Regions from separate parts of the Mus musculus genome. Here region 2 is linked to region 1. A link is a contact called in public promoter capture Hi-C data. All regions are on one chromosome and are shown on one strand. Each heading gives the region's core, a stretch centred on a gene start, on an enhancer-like site or on the middle of the called end of the contact. The rest is flanking DNA. Distances are from core to core; before and after follow the strand shown.

Region 1 (4,740 bases), core at 636-3,135:
CTCAAACCATGAGCACTAACAAGCTCTTCTTCCCTTACGTTGCTTTTGTTGGGCATTTTTATAAATGAGAAGAGTAGCATAGAGGCCCCATTACTACAGGAAAGGCTGCTTGTGCCCCCCTTTCTGCTCAGTGCCCTAATAGAACAGATCCCCGAAGATTTCCCTAGATCTTGTTTTGACAGTCAGCTTCCAGGCTGACCTTTGGGGCATTCCATCGCCCACCCTTCTGCCAACTCCATTCCAACTGCCGAGTACAGAGCACACCAAATCCTGACATTTAATCATGCTACGTACAGATTTTAGCCCTTTAACTGCAAGCATGCCACCTGGTGTTGGGTCATCGCATACGCCTGTGGGTGGCATAAGATGGATAACACTGAAACTGGAGGGTCATAAAGGAAAGCGGAAAGCCCGCCCCAGGGCTGCAGTTGGGGACAGCTTCTCTGAAGATGTGGTGCGTTAATGGTGGGAGCTTCCTAACTCAAGGAGATAGTAAACAACACACAAAAGTCCGTGCGTGAGTCCTGGAGGACTTTTTGAGCGACTATTATCTGCCTTGTTAAGGAAGCAGGAAAGACAACTGTTGCATTTCCTGATCTCAGAGAGCTTACAGTCTGGTAGGAGAGCAGATGCACAGAGGACAGGGGCACTGAGGGCATGGTTAGTTCTCTATTGGCAGTAACTGAGAGTGGAGGGGCACAGAAGAGCCCAAGAGGCTCCTTAGGTTGTGTGGAGGGTACAATATGTTTGGGCTGAGCAACCCAGAGCCAGACTTTGTCTGGCTGGTAAGAGACAGAGGTGCCTGCTATCACAATCCAAGGGTCTGCTTGAGGCAGAGCCAGTGCAAAGGATGTGGTTAGAGCCAGCCTGGTGTACTGAAGAGGGGCGAAGAGCTTGAGTAAGGAGTCTCAGCGGTGGTTTGAGAGGCAGGGTGGTTAATGGAGTAGCTGCAGGGGAGAATCCTTGGGAGGGAGCCTGCAGGACAGAGCTTTGGTCAGGAAGTGATGGGCATGTCACTGGACCCTGTATTGTCTCTGACTTTTCTCAAGTAGGACAATGACTCTGCCCAGGGAGGGGGTCTGTGACAAGGTGGAAGGGCCAGAGGAGAACTTCTGAGAAGAAAACCAGAGGCCGTGAAGAGGTGGGAAGGGCATGGGATTCAGAACCTCAGGCCCACCAGGACACAACCCCAGGTCCACAGCAGATGGGTGACCTTGCATGTCTCAGTCACCAGCATTGTGCTCCTTGCTTATCACGCTTGGGTGAAGGAAATGACCCAAATAGCATAAAGCCTGAAGGCCGGGACTAGGCCAGCTAGGGCTTGCCCTTCCCTTCCCAGCTGCACTTTCCATAGGTCCCACCTTCAGCAGATTAGACCCGCCTCCTGCTTCCTGCCTCCTTGCCTCCTCACTCATGGGTCTATGCCCACCTCCAGTCTCGGGACTGAGGCTCACTGAAGTCCCATCGAGGTCTGGTCTGGTGAATCAGCGGCTGGCTCTGGGCCCTGGGCGACCAGTTAGGTTCCGGGCATGCTAGGCAATGAACTCTACCCGGAATTGGGGGTGCGGGGAGGCGGGGAGGTCTCCAACCCAGCCTTTTGAGGACGTGCCTGTCGCTGCACGGTGCTTTTTATAGACGATGGTGGCCCATTTTGCAGAAGGGAAAGCCGGAGCCCTCTGGGGAGCAAGGTCCCCGCAAATGGACGGATGACCTGAGCTTGGTTCTGCCAGTCCACTTCCCAAATCCCTCACCCCATTCTAGGGACTAGGGAAAGATCTCCTGATTGGTCATATCTGGGGGCCTGGCCGGAGGGCCTCCTATGATTGGAGAGATCTAGGCTGGGCGGGCCCTAGAGCCCGCCTCTTCTCTGCCTGGAGGAGGAGCACTGACCCTAACCCTCTCTGCACAAGACCCGAGCTTGTGCGCCCTTCTGGGAGCTTGCTGCCCCTGTGCTGACTGCTGACAGCTGACTGACGCTCGCAGCTAGCAGGTACTTCTGGGTTGCTAGCCCAGAGCCCTGGGCCGGTGACCCTGTTTTCCCTACTTCCCGTCTTTGACCTTGGGTAAGTTTCTTTTTCTTTTGTTTTTGAGAGAGGCACCCAGATCCTCTCCACTACAGGCAGCCGCTGAACCTTGGATCCTCAGCTCCTGCCCTGGGAACTACAGTTCCTGCCCTTTTTTTCCCACCTTGAGGGAGGTTTTCCCTGAGTAGCTTCGACTATCCTGGAACAAGCTTTGTAGACCAGCCTGGGTCTCCGGAGAGTTGGGATTAAAGGCGTGCACCACCACCCCAGGCTCATGTCCTAGGAGTTTTCTTGAGCACAGCTGAATCTTGGCTTCTGGTCTGTAAAATGTGGAGGTGTGGTGTCTTAACAGTACACCTCTCCTGAGGTTCCTGGAGAATTCTGGTCCTAGGCAGCTGGTGGTGAGTGTTGGCACTGTCCTCTGTCCATATAAGTTCTCTGTGCCCAGGAGACAGCAGGGACATATTTTACAGAGGCATTTGAGACACAGGGAAGGTGAAGTTCACTAAGGCCTTGCAGGCTTGAGAGCTGGGTTGCTCTATTGTTCCCTGTAGCCACACCCAGGATCATGGAAGTGTCTGATCTTGACTCCCTGAGGGACTTATCCACCCCCCACCTGGAGCCAGGGCAAAGAGGCTATCATAGGAGAGGGTCAGCCTTGAGCAGTTATAGGAGGGGGTTCCTTGCAGAATGTCTGGCCATGGGGTGAACTCTGACTACCACTAGGTCTGCTCCCAGCATGGGACTGCAGCAGGCTATAGAGGGAGGGCTCCTGCCACTGTTCTGCTGTCCTGACCCAGGGGCTAGAAGAAGGGACCTGCGGAACAGGAGCCCTCTGAGTCCCTGAAGGCCCAAGGCTTCAGCAGCCCCTGGGGGTGTCCCATGACAAGAAGACAGGGGTGGGAGTCTGCACCCTATAGCCTGGGGCTCAGTAGACCCTCCAGACCCTCATTTGCTATCTGTGTGGCCAAAGGCCAGCTTTATGTGACAGTCCTCACTCCATGTTCCTTCTTGTCCCTGAGCTGTGATAACGGCTGATCTGCAGCCATCCTGACTGAAGCCAGAAGTGGGGTTTTTGTTGTTTTGTTTGCTTGTGTTTTTCTCCCTTACTCTTTCTATAAATAACAGATGTTCAGAGGGAAGGGAGGCAGGTGAGGGAGCACAGAGCTGAAATCTCAGCACTCAAGGGGCTGAGGTGGGAGGATGGAAATGTCCAGGGCAGCCTGGGCTATGCACTGAATCCCCCTTGAAAGAAGGCAACAAATACATAGAGCACACACACACACACCATCCTGCAGACTCACATAGACACACACACCATATCCCAGACCCACAGACACACCATACCACAGACACACCATATCACACTGACACAAAGACAGATGCACATACCACAGACACCCACATACAATACACACACACATACATACACACAAACACACATGCACACATACACATCATACCACAGACAGACAAACACACACACACACCATACTACAGACAGACACATACACCATACCATAGACACACACACCATACCCCAGACACACAAACACACCATACCACACAGACACAAAGACACATACACATACCACAGACACCCACATGCAATACACACACACACACACACACACACACACACACATACCATACCACAGACAGACAAACACACATACCATACCACAGACAGACACATACACTATACCATAGACACACACACCATACTACAGACACACATACCATACCATACCATACCATACCATACCATACCATACCATACCCCCCCCCACACACACACACACCACATTACTGCTTTGGGAAATTACAGTGAGCTGCTATCTGCTGGAACATGTTGGCTCACATATCCCCAGCCAGCAACAGTTGGCTACATCCTGATGGCATGGTCTACTAACTGCAATTCACCACAGCATAAACCCACCCGTTGTCCTCTGGTCTTCCTACAGTTTGTAAGGGAGACACTAAGTCAGGACTGAGCCATTTTTCATGCCCCCTGCAGAGTTTGACTCCACTTACTGTTCCCCAAACCTCCCCAACACTGTGTATAATATTATTTTCAATACCTGTCGGTTTTACAGGGGGGAGTATGTACTGTGTTTAACACTGCATTGTTCTAACTGGTTGTGATTTGAACATTATTTTGTCTGTTGGCTGTAAGTTTTTCCTTTTAGTAAACTGCTTTATATGTGAAACTTTGTCATGTTCAATTTATATTCCACTGTTAGAGCCAGGCTTGGAAAGCCTACTGTTCACCAATATTTTCTAACAGTCCTCTCTCTCTCTCTCTCTCTCTCTCTCTCTCTCTCTCTCCCTCTCTCTCTCCCCTCCCCCCCTCCTACTCCTCTTCCTTCTCTTTCTCCTCCATTTTTGAGACAGGGTTTCATGTAGCCCAGGCTGGCCCCAAGCCCTCTTTGTAGCTGGTGATGACCTTGACCTCCAATCCTCCTGCATCCACCTCCCAAGAGCTTTGCTAACAGCCTGTTCCAGTACACTTAGTTCTGTGGAGCTGGGGATGAAACTTCATGCATGCTAGAATTGATGTTCAGTCAGCTGAGCCAAATTCCCACCTTACTATATTTTCTTCTTGTCTTTGGTGTAAAAATATTTACTTTTAATCCAGTTGGACTTTTTTTGAGCAAAATGTAGGCCCAGAGAGCTCTATTTGTTCCTTTAAATTAATAATCAACCCTCAAAACTT
Region 2 (4,926 bases), core at 662-3,161, 63 kb before region 1:
TTCAAAGGAAGTAATGACAAGCCCACCCTAATTCCACTGCAGGAGGAGTTTGGGGGGCGTGGCGGGGCGGGGGCGCATGTTACACTGAGCATCTTAGGACAGGCATCCGTGTCCATCCTCCTCCTTCCTCGGAATTCACCTGGACTCTGTAAAGAGATGTGCCGTGATGAAGAACAGCTGTCACTAATAACCCCTCAGGGTGTGTTCTATCAGGTAACTATCCAAATTATCCAAAACAGATGCTCTTAACTGCAAACTTCGTCTTCATCCTGAAACCTTTGCTTTTGCCAACACTGAGGTCACAGAGCTTATTTTGAGCATGGCACGAAATGCCAATATCCGTACCACTGTGAACCCCAAGTCACCTCCAAGTCATCACAGGCGGCCCTCAGTTCATTCATCCGGGAGTCCAGAGGAGCTCACCTAAGGTTCACAGGAGCTGCATTCTGCAGGGTCCTGCTCGTGACCACGCCCACTTGTGCACCTAAATAAACTCCGGGAGGAGACCGCCCACTTCCAACTGCTTCCTTTGGCTTCTCTGTGTGCAACCAAGTTGTAGAACTGAGAAAGCCAGAAGGACATGGAGAGGGAGCCCCCAATTTCAGCTGCCCTGGAGGATCTCTGATCACACCGGAAGCTGTCCAGGATGCCAGCATGAGATGCCTGGGTAAGTAGTCTCGGGGGGAGGGGGGCAGAGCGCCCACTTCCGTAGGGCTCCTCCCTTACCCACCCCCATTTGCCCTTTTTGAATCAAGGGCTTTTGGGATCTTAGCTTGTTTTGTACTGGGGTTTGTGAAATTGGGTTTGGGGATCAAAGTTAATGTTTGCATGCAAGCTTGATAGAGATCAGTTCTGGAAACAATTGATTGTTGGTAATTTGTCCTGTGTGTGTGTGTGTGTGTGTGTGTGTGTTCAAATAATGATCAAATAACCAAAACCATAACATTTTTTGTACAAACCACTTTCCCACAACTGTTTACTGAGTATTTGGCCAAGTTTATATATGCCCACTCTGTGCATGTGGTGCCAGAAGAGCCCATCAGATCCTCTGGAGCTGGAGCTAACGATGACTGAGCCATCCAATGTGGGGTCTGGGGACCAGGCTCAGGTCCTCCACAGGAGCAGTGTGGGCTCTTAACTATCTTAACCACCAAGCCATCTCTCTATCCTTTTCTAAACCCCCTTGCTGGACATGAATTATAGTGTCCCCTCTCATTCTGTGGGTCTTTCATGGCCTTGATTGTTCGTCTTCTGGGGGAAAGATTTGGTTCCATATGTTCACATATCCTACAATGACCTTGTCCATCTTCCTCCCCAGCTGTGCCTCCACCCCCAGTTCCTAGAAATTCTACTTATTCATAAGTTTCCATGCATAAGAGGAAACATACCAAATGTGTCCTTGTATCTGGATTATTTTGCTTATCATGTCCTTTCCAGTTCTTGCTTTTCCTGCAAGTGAATATTGCATTCTTTTTTGTGGCTGACTGCACTGATTGCTCTCAGCAGCCAGAATACTTAAGAGAGGAACTTAACTGATGAAGGGTTCTGTGTGGCTCAGAGGATTCAGTCCATCATAGCAGGGAAGTGGGACAAAGCAACTCAAATCATGGTGGACCGGAAGCAGAGGAAGGAAGGGATTTCAGACCTGGTATGACCTTGCAAGGCATACATAAGTGACCCACATCTTCCAGCTAGGTTCCAGAATTCTTAAAGCCCCTCAAGAAAATGCCACCAGCTGGAGACTAAGTCTTTATAACATGAGCCTGTAGGGAGGTGTTTCATATTTGTGCTGGTTAGGTTTTTTGTTTGTCAACTTGAGGCAGCTAAGGTCATCTGGATGAAGAGAGAACCTGGAATGAGAAAATGCCCTCACCAGATTTGCCTGCAGACACATCTGTGTGGGCATTTTTTGATTACTGATTGATGTGGGAGGAGCAACCATGGGCAGTGCCGTTCCTGGACAGGTGGTTCTAGGTACTATAAGCAGGCTGAGCAAGCCTCCAGGTCTCTGCCCTGATTTCCCTAGGTAACAAACTTTGCCTGAACTGAAGAATTGAAACAAATTTATCTCCAAGTTGCTTTTGGTCAGTTTTTATCATAGCCATGGAACGCAAATCAGGACAATATTGAAAGCATAGCACTGGACAGAACTCCATTGTCTAAATAGAGCTTATCTTCATTTTTATCCATCTCTGTGCAGGTGCCTCTTCTCATTCCATAACTTAGCTACATAAGTAGAACACCAATACACATGGATACAAAGGCATCTCTTATATGCCGACCTCATTTCCTCTGGATAAATATCCAGAAGTGGGAGAGCCAAATCATATGATGGTTTTATTTTCAGTCTTTTGAGGGGTTTCCATATGGTTTTTCATAAAAACTATGTTCTACTTTACATTCCTGCCAGTGATGAATTGAGGAAGGATTCCTTTTGGTCCAGAATCTCATGGTAATTTTGATTTGTGTTTTCCTGATGGTGAGTGATACTGAGCCTGCTTGTATGTATTGGCCACCTGAATTTCATATTCTCAGAACAACTACCTCTCTGTCTGTGTGTCTGTCTCTGTGCATATGTGTATGACATAATTTCACTATGTAACACAGGCTGGCCTAGAACTCACAATCTTCTTGTGCCAACTTCCTGAACTGGAATTACACCGCACCTGGCAATTTGCCCATTTGTAACTGACTTACCTGTTTTGTTGTTAATGAGTTTTTGTAGTTCTTTATATATTCTATATATCAATGCTCCATCCTATGAGTATCTTGCAACCATCAGCTCTCTATGTTCTATCTCTTTATTGATTATTTCCTTGGATTTGAAGAAACTCTTTAATATAATCTGATTTGTCAGTTCTTGTTTTTGTTTTCTGTGTTTTTGAAACCCTTCTCAGAAAACTGTTGCTATGTCAATATTTTGAAGACTTTTCTCTTTGGTTTTCCCTGGTAGTTTTAGACAATGGGGTCTTACATTAATGTCTTTGTTCCATTTTGAGTTTACGTTGGCTTAGGGTAAGACATGGGGATCTGATTTCAACCTTGTGCATGTGGGTAGCCCGCAGCCCCAGTGCCTTGTATATGTACTTTTCTCTCTCTCCTCTTTTTTCCTTTCTTTCTTTCTTTCTTTCTTTCTTTCTTGTTTGTTTGTTTGTTTGTGTCTTTTTTTGAGATAGGGTTTCTCTGTGTGCATCCCTGGTTATCTTAGAACTTGCTCTGTAGAGCAGGCTGGCCTCAAACCCACAGGTCCACCTGCCTCTGCCTCTGCCTCTGCCTCTGCCTCTGCCTCTGCCTCTGCCTCTGCCTCTGCCTCTGCCTCTGCCTCTGCCTCTGCCTCTGCCTCTGCCTCTGCCTCTGCCTCTGCCTCTGCCTCCTGAGTGCTAGGATTAAAGGCATATGCCATCACTGTCCAGTGGTCTGTACTTTTCTTGTTTTGTTATGCCCTTGCCAAGTTGTGGTAACAGGGCAGAAGGAAGGCTCCTTTTGCAGAATAATTTTAGAAGTATTGTTGATAGCTTTTCTGCAAAATCCAGCAATGATAACATTGGGTCTGGGCTTTTCTTTGTTCACATAAATTCCAAGAGCTTTTAGTGATTATTTTAGAAAGTTGTATATTAATAAGATATAAAATTTAGAAGAAATGGACAAAATTCCGGGCATGTGCAATATAGCAAAGTTGAACCAAGAGGATTAAAAACCTTATACATGTCAATATCAAACAATGAGATCCAGTCCATCCATTATCTGGTTCAGTACTGTCTGCCTTCATAGACAATGTTCAGACTCTTCAGATGGCATCTCTTGTGTTTTCAGGACTTTGAAGATTAGAGAATCTGTTGGCTTCCTGTACGCCGAGATAATCAACTGATAAAGGGTTTAACTTGGCTCTTGATTTCAGAAGTTTCAGGCCATGATCAGCTGGTCTCATTGCAGAACAGGTCATCATGGCAAGGGCTGGCACTCTTGCCAGGAAATGAAAGAGGGGAAGAGGCCAGGGTCCCTCAGTCTCCTTCAAGGACTCGCCCCCAGTGCCATTCAGATCTGCCACTGTCTTAGTTTCTACTCTCTCCTAATTGTGCTGCCAAGCTGGAACCAAGTCTTTAAAGTAGGAAGTTCTGGCTGAATGTTCAACATCCAAACTAAACCAGAGAATGTAATAAAAGTCCCAAGGCCATGCCTGTAATCTAAAAGGTGGGTATCAGCCCCTGAGCAGAAGGCATCTCAGGAAGGCAGGGACTGACATCCATATTGTTTAAATATTTAACATGAAGTAAATATAAATGCACACAAACTTAATACAGAAAAAGCAGAAGTAGGATCATTGGCGTGTATTCGGGTTGAGGCCCACAACCCGTGAGCAGCACAGTGCCGGGCCTGTGCTGTGTTCCAAATGACACAGTGATCTTCTGAAGGCACCATCAGAAAGCTTCATCAGGGTGTTATTAAACATGGGAGTCACAATCTGTACCCAAAATCAGATACACCCGCTCGACCTCAATAAGCCTATTAAAAGACTGGGAAGCTGGAAATAGAGATTTTTTTTTTAAATGTGGTTACATTAGAAAGAGAACAGAGATCCATGGCAGGAACCTTTTCAAGTCCATCTTCCAGGTCCTGAAGTGAGATCAAAGTTTAAACAGAGACCAAGGATGTGCACATCTAAGCAGACCAGACAAGGTATAGTCCCCACCTCCCAACACACACACACACACACACACACACACACACACACCATTGAATGATCATTGTCTGGCCTTGAGTCTCATCCTGCAAGGAACTCTGACAAGCTGTTAGAGCTGTGAGAAATCTCTCTGGCAGAAAGCTCCCCTCTAGCTGCGACCCTTTCCTTCTCCCAAGATGAGATTCCATTGGAAATTCCCATTTTAGGGGAACCCATTGTTTCATAGATAGATTGAGAGACACAAG

What was found. Promoter capture Hi-C pulls out the DNA fragments that hold promoters and counts their contacts.
Region 2: a promoter capture Hi-C map of liver shows a contact between it and region 1. The contact joins the enhancer-like site here to the promoter of Aldh1l1 in region 1. A contact is called at or near these places in 1 of 39 promoter capture datasets (liver), 1 of 15 datasets of contacts at CTCF or cohesin (embryonic stem cells), 2 of 484 Hi-C or Micro-C datasets (embryonic stem cells and liver), 3 of 115 datasets of contacts at active chromatin or transcription factors (embryonic stem cells and intestinal crypt epithelium) and 2 of 9 other capture datasets (adipose tissue and liver).

The regions. Positions count from the first base shown.
Region 1 is chr6:90,548,908-90,553,647 of GRCm38.p6, forward strand. It overlaps Aldh1l1 (aldehyde dehydrogenase 1 family, member L1), which reads left to right and starts at 1,886. Exons shown (of 23, transcript NM_027406.2): 1 at 1,886-2,063.
Region 2 is chr6:90,485,865-90,490,790 of GRCm38.p6, forward strand. It overlaps a transcript of Klf15 not described here. Among named protein-coding and RNA genes, the nearest start is that of Klf15, 26 kb to the left of the region's middle. Within about 2 kb of position 1,912, at least 4 of the 459 cell types and tissues checked have an H3K27ac peak or open chromatin away from gene starts, as enhancers often do. A contact at or near this core is called in liver, where this site is marked.